Regions from separate parts of the Sus scrofa genome. Here region 1 is linked to region 2. A link is a contact called in public promoter capture Hi-C data. All regions are on one chromosome and are shown on one strand. The core of a region is the stretch at or near the end of the contact, and the rest is flanking DNA. Distances in the headings are between cores, read along the strand shown.

What was found. Promoter capture Hi-C pulls out the DNA fragments that hold promoters and counts their contacts.
Region 1: a contact with region 2 is called in a promoter capture Hi-C map of liver, with 4 times the contacts expected there. The contact joins the promoter of NDUFB8 here to the promoter of CWF19L1 in region 2. A contact is called at or near these places in 3 of 5 promoter capture datasets (fetal liver, fetal skeletal muscle and liver) and 1 of 2 datasets of contacts at active chromatin or transcription factors (alveolar macrophages).

The regions. Positions count from the first base shown.
Region 1 is chr14:111,632,046-111,637,305 of Sscrofa11.1, reverse strand. It overlaps NDUFB8 (NADH:ubiquinone oxidoreductase subunit B8), which reads left to right and starts at 3,758. Exons shown (of 5, transcript NM_001144842.2): 1 at 3,758-3,846; 2 at 4,112-4,238. The coding sequence starts at 3,762. It overlaps LOC102158751 (a long non-coding RNA gene), which reads right to left and starts at 3,753. Exons shown (of 2, transcript XR_307758.3): 1 at 3,621-3,753; 2 at 2,004-3,517. HIF1AN (hypoxia-inducible factor 1-alpha inhibitor) reads right to left here and starts at 989. Exons shown (of 8, transcript XM_003125588.4): 1 at 729-989; 2 at 205-455. The coding sequence starts at 905.
Region 2 is chr14:111,385,092-111,390,425 of Sscrofa11.1, reverse strand. CWF19L1 (CWF19-like protein 1) reads left to right here and starts at 1,517. Exons shown (of 14, transcript XM_001929531.7): 1 at 1,517-2,786. The coding sequence starts at 2,764.

The DNA of each region.
Region 1 (5,260 bases), core at 2,509-5,008, 240 kb before region 2:
ACTCATTCCATTCACCCCCGCCCCCACCCAGATTCTGCTAGGTAATTCCTGACTCTCATTGTATGGATACGATAAATTTGAGAATCGAAACTCACGTCTAACCATTCCCTCATTCCTCAAGCTAGAGAACACATCCTCAAATAAGTACAAGAAAGGAAAATGGATGCCCCACATCCAATGGAAAACCATGATCTGGGAACTTACCTCTCTTCACCTCCTCGCCGCTGAATATCCTGCAATTTCTCAACAAACTCATGAAATTTCATTTCTTCCCTGTTGGACCTTGGCTTAAAGTTCTGGAAATTAGCCATCTTCTTCTCATCGTAGTACAAGAATTTGTGGGTGCTGGCACTGTACACAGAGAAGTCTCCGTTGCCAATATTCTCTTGCAGGTATTCCAGGTCCCATTTTAGGGCAGGATATACAAGATTTGTGTCGGTCAGCACCACAGGCTCCTAAGAAGGAAAAAAAAAAACAAGTGAAGTCGTGCCAAAGAGTTGATGGGTTTTGGTCCAAGATTCCAACAACTTCCCAACTTCAAAATAATTTCTCCTGTTAACAAGCACGAACCCCGCAAGTCCCATTTCTCCTCGCTTCCCTCTCCATCTCCCTTTAGGCCCTACTCCTCAGCCCGGCTAGTCCCACGCTTCCAGCACCGCTCGCCTTTGACCTCTCCTCCCATCCTGGTCCCTTCCCCCTCCTTGTTCGGACACGGCCCCGCCCCCTACCTCATTCTCGATAAGCTCCTCCGCCCGGGGGTCGCTATGACTCAGACGCGGGATAGGCCGGGTCGGGAAGCTGTAACTGCGCAGCTGGGACTCATCCCAGGCGGGGCCGGGGGCTTCAGCCTCTTCCCGGGGTTCTCCTGAGCCCGAGGCCGCGAGCTCCGCCGCCGTCGCCGCCATCTCCGCCGCTGGGGCCGGCCCCACCGGAACCGGAAGCTCCGCCCATTCCGAAGAAAAACAACGGAAACCATAGAGATAGGCTGCGCGCGCGCGCGCGCGCGAGAGAGAGGCCCAGAGACACTAAGAACGCGGCGCCGAGTCCTGGGGAGCGCCTCCTAATGGTGACCTACAGCTCTACACCCTACAATCGGCCCCGGAAGACGGGGACTAAATATTATTCCCACTGATTAGGGGTGATCATTGGGTTAACCAACTCACAATTTTTTTTTTTTTTTTTTTTTTTTTTTTTTGCTGCAAGGCATACACAACAGGCAAAGAAGGAGGCAAGTTTAGTGAGGCATTAAATTTTACACTCATGGATGGGGAGAGACACAAACTTGACCTACCTAAGTCAGAAGGAAAAGCAAAGAAGAATGGAAAAGCGATGGATAGACGTTGGGCAAAGAAAGGTTGCTCTGAAGGCCTCAGCAAAAGATATATGGCAAGAGCCCAGGAGTCACTGGTGAATTCCATCAAACATTTAAAAAAGTATTCTTTTTTTGTTTGGTTGGTTGGTTTGTTCGCCTTTTAGGGCCGCACCCACAGCATATGGAGGTTCCCAGGCTAGAGGTCTAATCAGAGCTACAGTTGCCAGCCTACACCACAGCCACAGCAACGGCAGATCCAAGCGGGTCTTCCACCTACATCACAGCTCACAGCAATGCCGGATCCTTAACCCACTGAGCAAGGCCAGGGATGGAACCCACAATCTCATGGTTCCTAGTTGGATTCGTGTCTGCTGCACCAAGACGGGAACTACTAAAAAAGTATTCTAAAAAAAAAAATTGGAGTTCCCATCATGGCTCAGCAGAAACAAATCTGAATAGTATTCATGAGGACGCACGTTTGATCCCTGGCCTGGCTTAGTGGGCTAAGGATCCAGTATTGCTGTGAGCTGTGGTGTAGGTTGCAGATGCTACTCGGATCCCATGTTGCTGTGGCTGTGGTATAGGGCAGCAGCTATAGCTCTGATTTGACCCCTAGCCTGGGAACCTCCATACGCTGCAGGTGCAGCCCTAAAAAAAACAAAAACAAAAAAACAAAAAAAGCACGTGAATAGATGCTCAATATCTTTAATCACCAGGGTAATGCAAATCAAAACCACAATGAGAAACCATTTATACTCACTAGAATGGCTATGATAACAAAGACAGATTAATAACAAATGTTGGTGAGAATGTAGAGAAGTTTGAACTCTCATACACTGCTAATGGAAATGTAAAATGGTGCAACTTCTTTGAAAAATAGTTTTTATAGTTTTGCACAAAGTTAAACACAGAATTACCCTATGACCCAGCAATTCCACTACTGGGTTTATACCCAAGAGAATTAAGAAAATACATCCACACAAAAACTTCTACAAGAATGTTCATAGCAGCATTGTTCATAATAGCCAAAAAGTTGAAAGAACCCAATGTCCATCAACTAATGAACATATAAACAAAATGTTATATATCCATATAATGGAATATTATTTGGCCATAAAAAGTAATGAAGAAATGAAACATGCTACAACATGAACAAACCCTGAAAACACTAAGTAAAATAAGTCAGACACAAAAAGCCACATATTGTATGATTCCATTTATATAAAATGTCCAGAACAAGCAAGTCCTCAGAGATAAAAGGTAAGTTAGTGGTTGCCAGGGGGTGGAAGAAGGAAGAATACTCTATGTGTATATAGGGTTTCTTTTGGGGGTTGAAAAAAAAGTCTTAGAATTAGAGAGTAGTGGTAATTGTGCAACTTTGTAAACATATTAAAAATCACTTTATTGTCCACTTTAAAGGGATGAATTTTTTGGTATGTGAATTATATATTAATAAAAATAAACAATTTAGACCAACTCTGTTTCTTTACCAAATTAGTCAGAAATTGCTATTGATTGAATACAAATGTCATCCAACCATTCCGAACTTTTAATTAGATGCTCATTTACAAGAGGGCAAGTTGCTGTGAAGCAGTTCTTCCTCCAAATTCATATACCGAATACTACATAACAGTTCTTATTGCGCTGATAAATATGAGAATGTCTTTAATTTTGGGCTCTGCTCCAAATAAAAATCACCCTAAAAGTTCCTGGAAATATCAGCATATTTATACTGTGTAAATTAAATCCCATTTAAGTACATAAAAACATTCATATGCAAACCATAATGCCCCCTATTCTTTTGTTAGGCTAGTGTTTGTTAATTGTGGTTTGGCTTTAAGTGAAAGCCAAGTCCTAGCAAATCTGAGGCAGGTTCAGATGATAGGAAAGGTTGAGGTAAACATGGACTGAAACTGAAGAACCAGTTCGGCGCCGATTTTTGTGTTGCACTGTACATCTAACAGAAGGAGGTAACTAATCTAGAAAGCCGAACAAGAACAAACGAGACCAAGGGCTGAATTTCAATAATGATCATGTTGGGAAATGGAAGGAGAAACGGCCAGTGAAGGAGAGGAAAAAGGCAAGCAGCTAGAGATTAAGGAAGGGTCATTTTACTTGTAGAGCTCCTGGGAAAGGTGGGTCAGCCGTCCACCTGTGATGCCCCGGTTCTGAGTTCCTGTTATCCCTGGATGCCTCTGATTTCAACTGAGGGAGAAAAAGGACACAACAATCTTAAATGTCAAAGCAATGGTTGGCTTGTTTTTCTCTCCTTCCTGCCCTCCCTCTCTGCCTCAATCCATCCGCTCACCTTCCCCCGGGCTTCCCAGCACCATTTAAGCCACGCCCTTATGGAACCTTTGAGATGTTTCTCCTTTATCGTGTTTGGCCCAGCTCAGCCGCCGTGACAGGCCTTTGCGCATGTGCGGGGTGAAACTGGAAGAAGGTGAAGATGGCGGCGGCCAAGGCGGGGGTACTGGGAGTACGATGGCTGCAAAGGGCAGCCCGGAAAGTGGTGCCGTTGGGTGCACGTACAGGTCCGCGAGAATCACCGAGGTCTCAGTGTGGGGAGGGGTCGCCTGAGGTTTGGTGTGTCGAATGGAGGGTGCCTATCGTGGATACTGAGGCGGCTGAGTCCGGGCGGGGGCGGAGGTGGAGTTGGTACTTTTAAGAAAAACAGGTAGCGGGTCTGCTGGTCCTCTGAAGTCTCGGGCTTCGACCTCTGCAGCCACTGCACCTCGAAGCCTTCACAGCGGCAGGAGGAATGGGGGCGCTTCTGACTTACCCTCTTTTGCTCTCTAGCCTCCCATGTTACCAAGGACATGTTCCCAGGACCCTATCCCAAGACCCCGGAAGAACGGGCTGCCGCCGCCAAGAAGTATAATATGCGGGTAGAAGACTACGAGCCTTACCCAGATGATGGCATGGGGTGAGACAGGGTCTCCTCGCCCTTGGGCAGTTGTGGAAGAAGGTCGGCTGGGTTGGGTGGCTCTACTCTGACCCTTTTCCCCCGAACCTTCTCTTGATCCCTCAAAGTCAGTGGTGTGGGTGCCTTTCTCTATCTGTCGGGAGGTGGGAGGGGATGGGTGAGCAGCTGCAGCCGAGAGGACTTTAATTTTCTCCTTGGCTCAGGCAGTTTCCTCAAATGAGGAAGCCGAGGTTTTAATAGCTCCCTTGAGGGCCCCTGAATAGCAGGAACCTTCCTTGGCTCCATCCAGAGCGCAAGGTTTCATTTAGATTGAGCATCTGCTGGGCTCAGGTGCTGTCATCCAAGCACTTGACCAGGCTGGAGCTGGACTCCTGTCATGAGAGCTTTATTTATAGATGGAATACGCTACATTTATGTGTATATCTTTTTTTTTTTAACAATATCTTTGCCATAAGGCCGTGGAAATCATAACGACTTTAAAGCAGATTAAATAGCCAATCCCTTACTACAGTTGATAGTATTCCCCTGAACCCCATAATATCCCTATGGTTAATTATCTGAGGTGATTACCAGCACCGTCCTCTTCTGTCCTAGAATCACTCTTTTCAGTCGTGGTTTTAGCAGCTCCTATTCATCTTGTTGTTTTCCAATCACTTTCTGTGACACATATCTAGTTGTCATCATTTCCTATGTATTTTATTGTGCTGTGGAGAAGACTAGCCTCTTGATCAGTCTGTATAAGTTGAACCTGGAATTATTGGGGGGAAAACCCATCTTATCAAGAAATCCCATGAAGTGTTTGAGATATGGAGATGTATGCCAACTCCGTGGTTGAGGAACATAGTTGTAATGAAATGAGTGTTCTTCTTATCTGTATTATTTATTCTGATTAGCTGGGTGAACTTATGTTTAGACTCTAAACTTCAGTTTTATTTTATAATGACGGAAACAGTGATTTCGCACTAAATTTCCTTCCAGTGCTAACATTACAACATTGTGTTCCTTTTGTTCTTTTTATTGAA
Region 2 (5,334 bases), core at 268-2,767:
GAGCCACACCTATGACCTACACTGCAGCCTGTGGTAATGCCAGATCCTTAACCCACTGAGGGAGGCTGGGATTGAGTTTACATCCTCATGGATAATAGTTGGGTTCTTAACCTGCTGAGCCACAAAGGGAACTCCCTCTTTCTTTCTTTTTTTTTGTTTTTTCTTTTTAGGGCCGCACCTGTGGCATATGGAAGTTCCCACCAGAGGTCAAATTGGAGTTGCAGCTGCTGGCCTGTGCCACAGCCACAGCAATGCAGGATCCAAGCCGCATCTGTGACCTACACCACAGCTCACAGCAACACTGGATACTTAACCAACCAAGCAAGGCCAGGGATCAAACCTGCATTCTCATGGATACTAGTTGGGTTTGTTACCACTGAGCCACAATGGGAACTCCACCCATTATTGATTTGTTCAGATTTTCCATTTCTTCATGACTCAGGCTTGGTGGGTTATGTGTTTCTAGGAATGTATCCATTTCTTACAGGTTGTCCAGTTTGTTGGCAGATAATTGCTCATATAGTCTCATGATTCTTTGCATTTCTGTGGTCTTCCTTTAATTTATAATTTTATTTGAGTCCTATCTGTGTCTTGGTTAGTTAAACTAAAGCTTTGTCAATTTTATCTTTTCCAAAGCCAATTCTTAGTTTCTGATGAAACTTTTCTATTGTTCTCTATTTCATTTATTTCTGTTCTAATCTTTATTATTTCCTCCCTTCTGCTAGCTTTGGGCTTAGTTTATTCTTTTTCTAGTTTCTTGAGGTATAACGTTAGGTTAGTTTGAGATCTCTTTTTTCTTGATGTAGTCATTTATAGCTATATATTTTCCTTTTACAACTGCTCTTTCTTCATCCATACATTTTGGTTTGTTATGTTTCCATTTTCATTTGTCTCAAGATTTTCTTTTTTGTTTGCCCATTGGTTGTTCAAGAGTGTTATTTAATTTCCACGAGTTTGTGAATTTCCAATTTTCCTCCTATTACCAGAGGCTAGTTTCATGCCATTGTGCTCAGAACAGATACTTGATGTAATTTCTGTCTTCTTGAATTTATTAAGACTTGTAGCCTAACGCATGACGATTGCTTGTTTCATGTGCGCTTGAGAAGAATGTTTCCTAAAGCCAGATTTCTTAGCATGCATGCAATATTATTTCGTATTACTCTGACACTTAATGCTGTATTCAGCCATCTTGAACAAACTTAAATTCTCATGGATGAATTGTTTTTCATAAACTTTCTATTTTATAATAGATTTAGATTTGCTGGAAAATTGTAAAGATAACACAGAATTCCATATATGTTAAAATTTTTGGAATTCCCATCGTGGCTCAGTGGAAACGAATCTGACTAGGAACCATGAGGTTGTGTGTTCGATCCCTGGCCTTGCTCAATGGGTTAAGCTGTGGTGTAGGTCACAGATGCTGTTTAGATCCTGCATTGCTGTGGCTATGGTGTAGGCCAGCAGCTGTAGCTGCGATTTGACCCCCAGCCTGGGAATCTCCATATGCCTCGAGTGCGGCCCTAAATAATAATAACAATAATAATAATAAATATAACAATCCCATGGATGAGTTTTCATATGTTACTGTTATTTTCTCTTCCTGAAATTATTACCTGCCCATGTTTGACAAGCTATTAGTCTTCTTCAGGATTCAGTTTTCATCTCCACTCCTGGGCTGTGCTATATTACCCCCAAAGTAGAAAAAATTACATCTTTAGCATGCCAGCAGTACAGGGGCATCAGAATTTATGGGAGAGTTAACTTGATTTTTCCCAAAAAAGCATAGTAGTAGTTGTGAGGAAAACCAGAAATTTGTTCTCCCTGAACTTATTTTAAATTTTAGTTCATTTTTAATTGCTTGGCTGCCCATGGTGAGTCTTCCATGCCCCTCAATTGTCAGGAACTCTCCTTTGTTTCCATCTCCTTAACTGTTGTCACCTACCAATTGGTCTGAATTCTCAGAAAAAGCCGATGTCATGAAAAACAAACTAAAAAGTTAGAGGCGGAGTGAGGGGGCGGCTACTGTGGATTAAAAGAGACAAGATAGAGTAGAATCCTAGTGAGAAATTTGATTGGATCTTAAAACAAATAAAGGTATAAAATAAATTTGGGGGGAACAAAAGAACTTTTAAATATAAATGTGTGTTAGGTGAATATTATTGAACTAATGCTTATTTTTTTAGGTGTATTAATGGTGTTACCTTTGTGTCAGAGGATGTCCTTATTCTTAGGTAATACATGCTGAGATACTCCTGCTGTTTTCAATTTACTTTCAAGTGACCCTGACAATAAAAGTGCTATGCACTCCAAAGGACAGAACGGGGAGGGAAGAATAAATCTGTCAACTTGTTGACACTTATGAATACAGGCGATGGCCATTATTCTTTTGACATTTTGTTAAGTTTGAAACTTACAAAGATCACGTGTGGAAGAAGTCTGTCTTTCCCACGAGAGTAACATGGTTAGGTTGGGGCCATTGTTGTGCCAGGAGCTTTTTAGCAGCTCAATAATTTCAACTGCCCCAAAATAAGTTACAATCGGAATGCTTTTAGTCAGTCCCTCTTCCTCCTTCACTCTTTTGGTGGATTCCTCCTCGAGGCAAAACGACCTGAGAGAGGCTTCTGTCCCTCTGCGCTCTCCGTAGGTAACTGAGCTTTCATTGGCTGGGCGTGCAGACGGCTTACTGCTGTGTGACTGCATTTCATTTCCCGGAGGAGCGTGCGTTCGCTGAAGCAGGTCGTTGTAACCAGGTTATTAGGGCGAATGGCTCAGAAACCGCTGCGCCTGTGAGTGTCCCTGAGTCTGAAGCGTCTGTGTGCCTGTGTGCGTGTGTGTGTGTGTGTGTGTGTGTGTCTCTACCGATTTTTCTCAGAACGGAAAGGGTGGAGGGAAAGGGGAAGGAGTGGGATCCGGACATTGGCTGGTGAGATGCGATCGCGTCTTTTCCTGGCCGGGGCCGGCCTCTTTTCCAGGCCATTTTCGCTTCCGAAAAGAACTCTTGGCAGCCCTAGCTGGGATAGGCGGAAGCTCCCAGCGTCAGGCCTCCTCCGTGTTAGGCCGTCCTGGCCTCTGACATTTCCTCATCATTTCTCCCCACCCTATATTTATTAACTAAAAATTGTAGGCATGGGGTTTATTGAAGGGCCCTGGGCCGTGATGGACAGGAGAGAGAAATAGGGCCTGTGCCTTGGCGCGCTTTTTGACGGGGTGGTGAGGAGAGGGCTTTATTCATCCATTCATTCAACAGTATTCACTGAGCAGTTGCAGTGTGCCAGGTCCTGTGCTAGACATTGCATAGATGGAGTTCCTGCCCTGATGGATCTTATAGTTTAGAGGAAAGGGTATCAGAGAATCCAGAAACATGTTGAATTACAGTCCTGATAAATGTTGGGAGGAAAATGTTCATGATTCTGGGAGGGTGTATATAGGATATTTAGCTTAAGGTGAGGCATCAAGGAAATGATGATTGAACCTTGGTTAATAGTTTTGTCCTTATCCTAAAAATGCCATTGCAATGTTTAAGAATGTCTTGGCATGATCAGATTTTCGTTTTGGAAAGCAATTCTGGCTGTAATGTGAGGAACAAGTAGAGCCAAAGTAGAAGACAGCTAGGGTTAGGTAGAGTGACGACAGTGGAAAAGTGTCAGGATTCGAGTTTCTTAAGCATAAGACATCAGAGTTCCCTGGTGGCCTAGCAGGTTAAGGATCCGGCGTTGTCACTACTGTTGGGGTCACTTCTGTGACACGAGTTTCTATCTCTGGCTGGGGAACTTATGCATGGGTGCAGTAAAATAAATAAATAAATAAAAAAGAAAAGAAAAAAGGAGAGGACATCAACAGGGTTTAGAGATGGTTTGGTTATGAGTGAGCAGTCAGTACTGTCCTGGTCCTAGATTTCTTTCTTCAGTGGAATGGGAAACATGGGAAACAGGTCCAGATGAGAAGATGATGAATTTTGAGATGTGTCTTACGATGTACAACCAGGCAATGGCTCTCCCCAAAACAGTTGTAATTCCATGTGACAACTGCTATGAGAGAGGAAGTGCAGGATCCTGTGGGAGCACCAGGTAACTGGTAGAGGCTGGAGGGCTTCCTAGGAGAGCTGGTGCTTAGAAGACAGCTCTGAAAAGCTGTGTGGGTTTCTAAATTTTTGAGAAGAGGACTTTCTGAGCTGGTCAGGAAGGCTTTAGAGATATGCTCAGCCTTGAAGGATGGGAAGAATTTAGACTCAAGATGGGTAGTGTGGGTCTGTTGGGAGAAGTGAGTACTCCAAGGGAATGGCAGAACCAGAGCGCTCAGTGTGACATAGGGAAGATTTCTGTTATGGAAACTGGGAGAAAGCACTGGGAAGAGAGATCAGGGAGTTGTGGAAAGCAGTGGTTCCTCAGGCAGTGAGTTGTCTTAATGTTGTTGAGGAAAGAACGTTAAACTGTTGGCCTTATGTAAGATGGACAGGAAGAGGGAAGGTATTAGAGGAAATGTAAGCACATTCTCTATATCATATCCAGTAGCAGATTCATTATATTTCTCTCTGATTCTGCCTCTGTCATAACCACAAGACTCTCAGTTGCTCAGCCTTGTAATTCTCCATTCTTACTTCTCACTCCAGTTTGTGTTCAAGTTCTCAGAATTTTAAATTTCTCATGTTTCTCTCCTCCCTGTCTTCATTTGACATTGCCCTCTTTGCTGGTATTTTTGCTTATAGTCACTTGTTTCTCTAGACTATCTTTTACACTGTTACTAAAATGATCTTTCTAAAACAGATATATTTTGTCTCTCTCCAGCTTGAAAATATTCAGTGATATGGACAATAAAGCACACCAGAAAGACATAGGATAAAACAGTAAGAATGGCAATCTTTGAAGATTAGTTAAAAGACTTTAAGAAAATATGAGAAGTGGAAAAACCATACATATCAGAATTATAAGCAACAACAACAACAAAGACAAAAAGCCAAAAAAAAAAAAAAAAAAAAGAATTATAAAAACTCAGAAGAGTTCCCTGTTGGCTTAGTGGGTTAAGGAGCCAGGGTCGTTACTGCTGTGGCTTGGGTCACTGTGGTGGCATGGATTCAACCCTTGGCCCTGGAACTTCTGTATGCTGCCGGCATGGCCAGGAAAAAAAAATCAACTCGGAAATGAGATAATAGACCAAGTTTCCTCACAACTTAGGGCCAGTTCACCTTACAAATTTCAACTCATGCCGATTTCTACCTCCCTACCCCCTAACATTTTACATGTACCTCCTATTATTGCCCTTTTTCATATGAACTTATCAGAGTATTTTCCCCTTCCCTGATTGTGAACTCTTTGAGGTTTGAACTGAGTCTTCCTC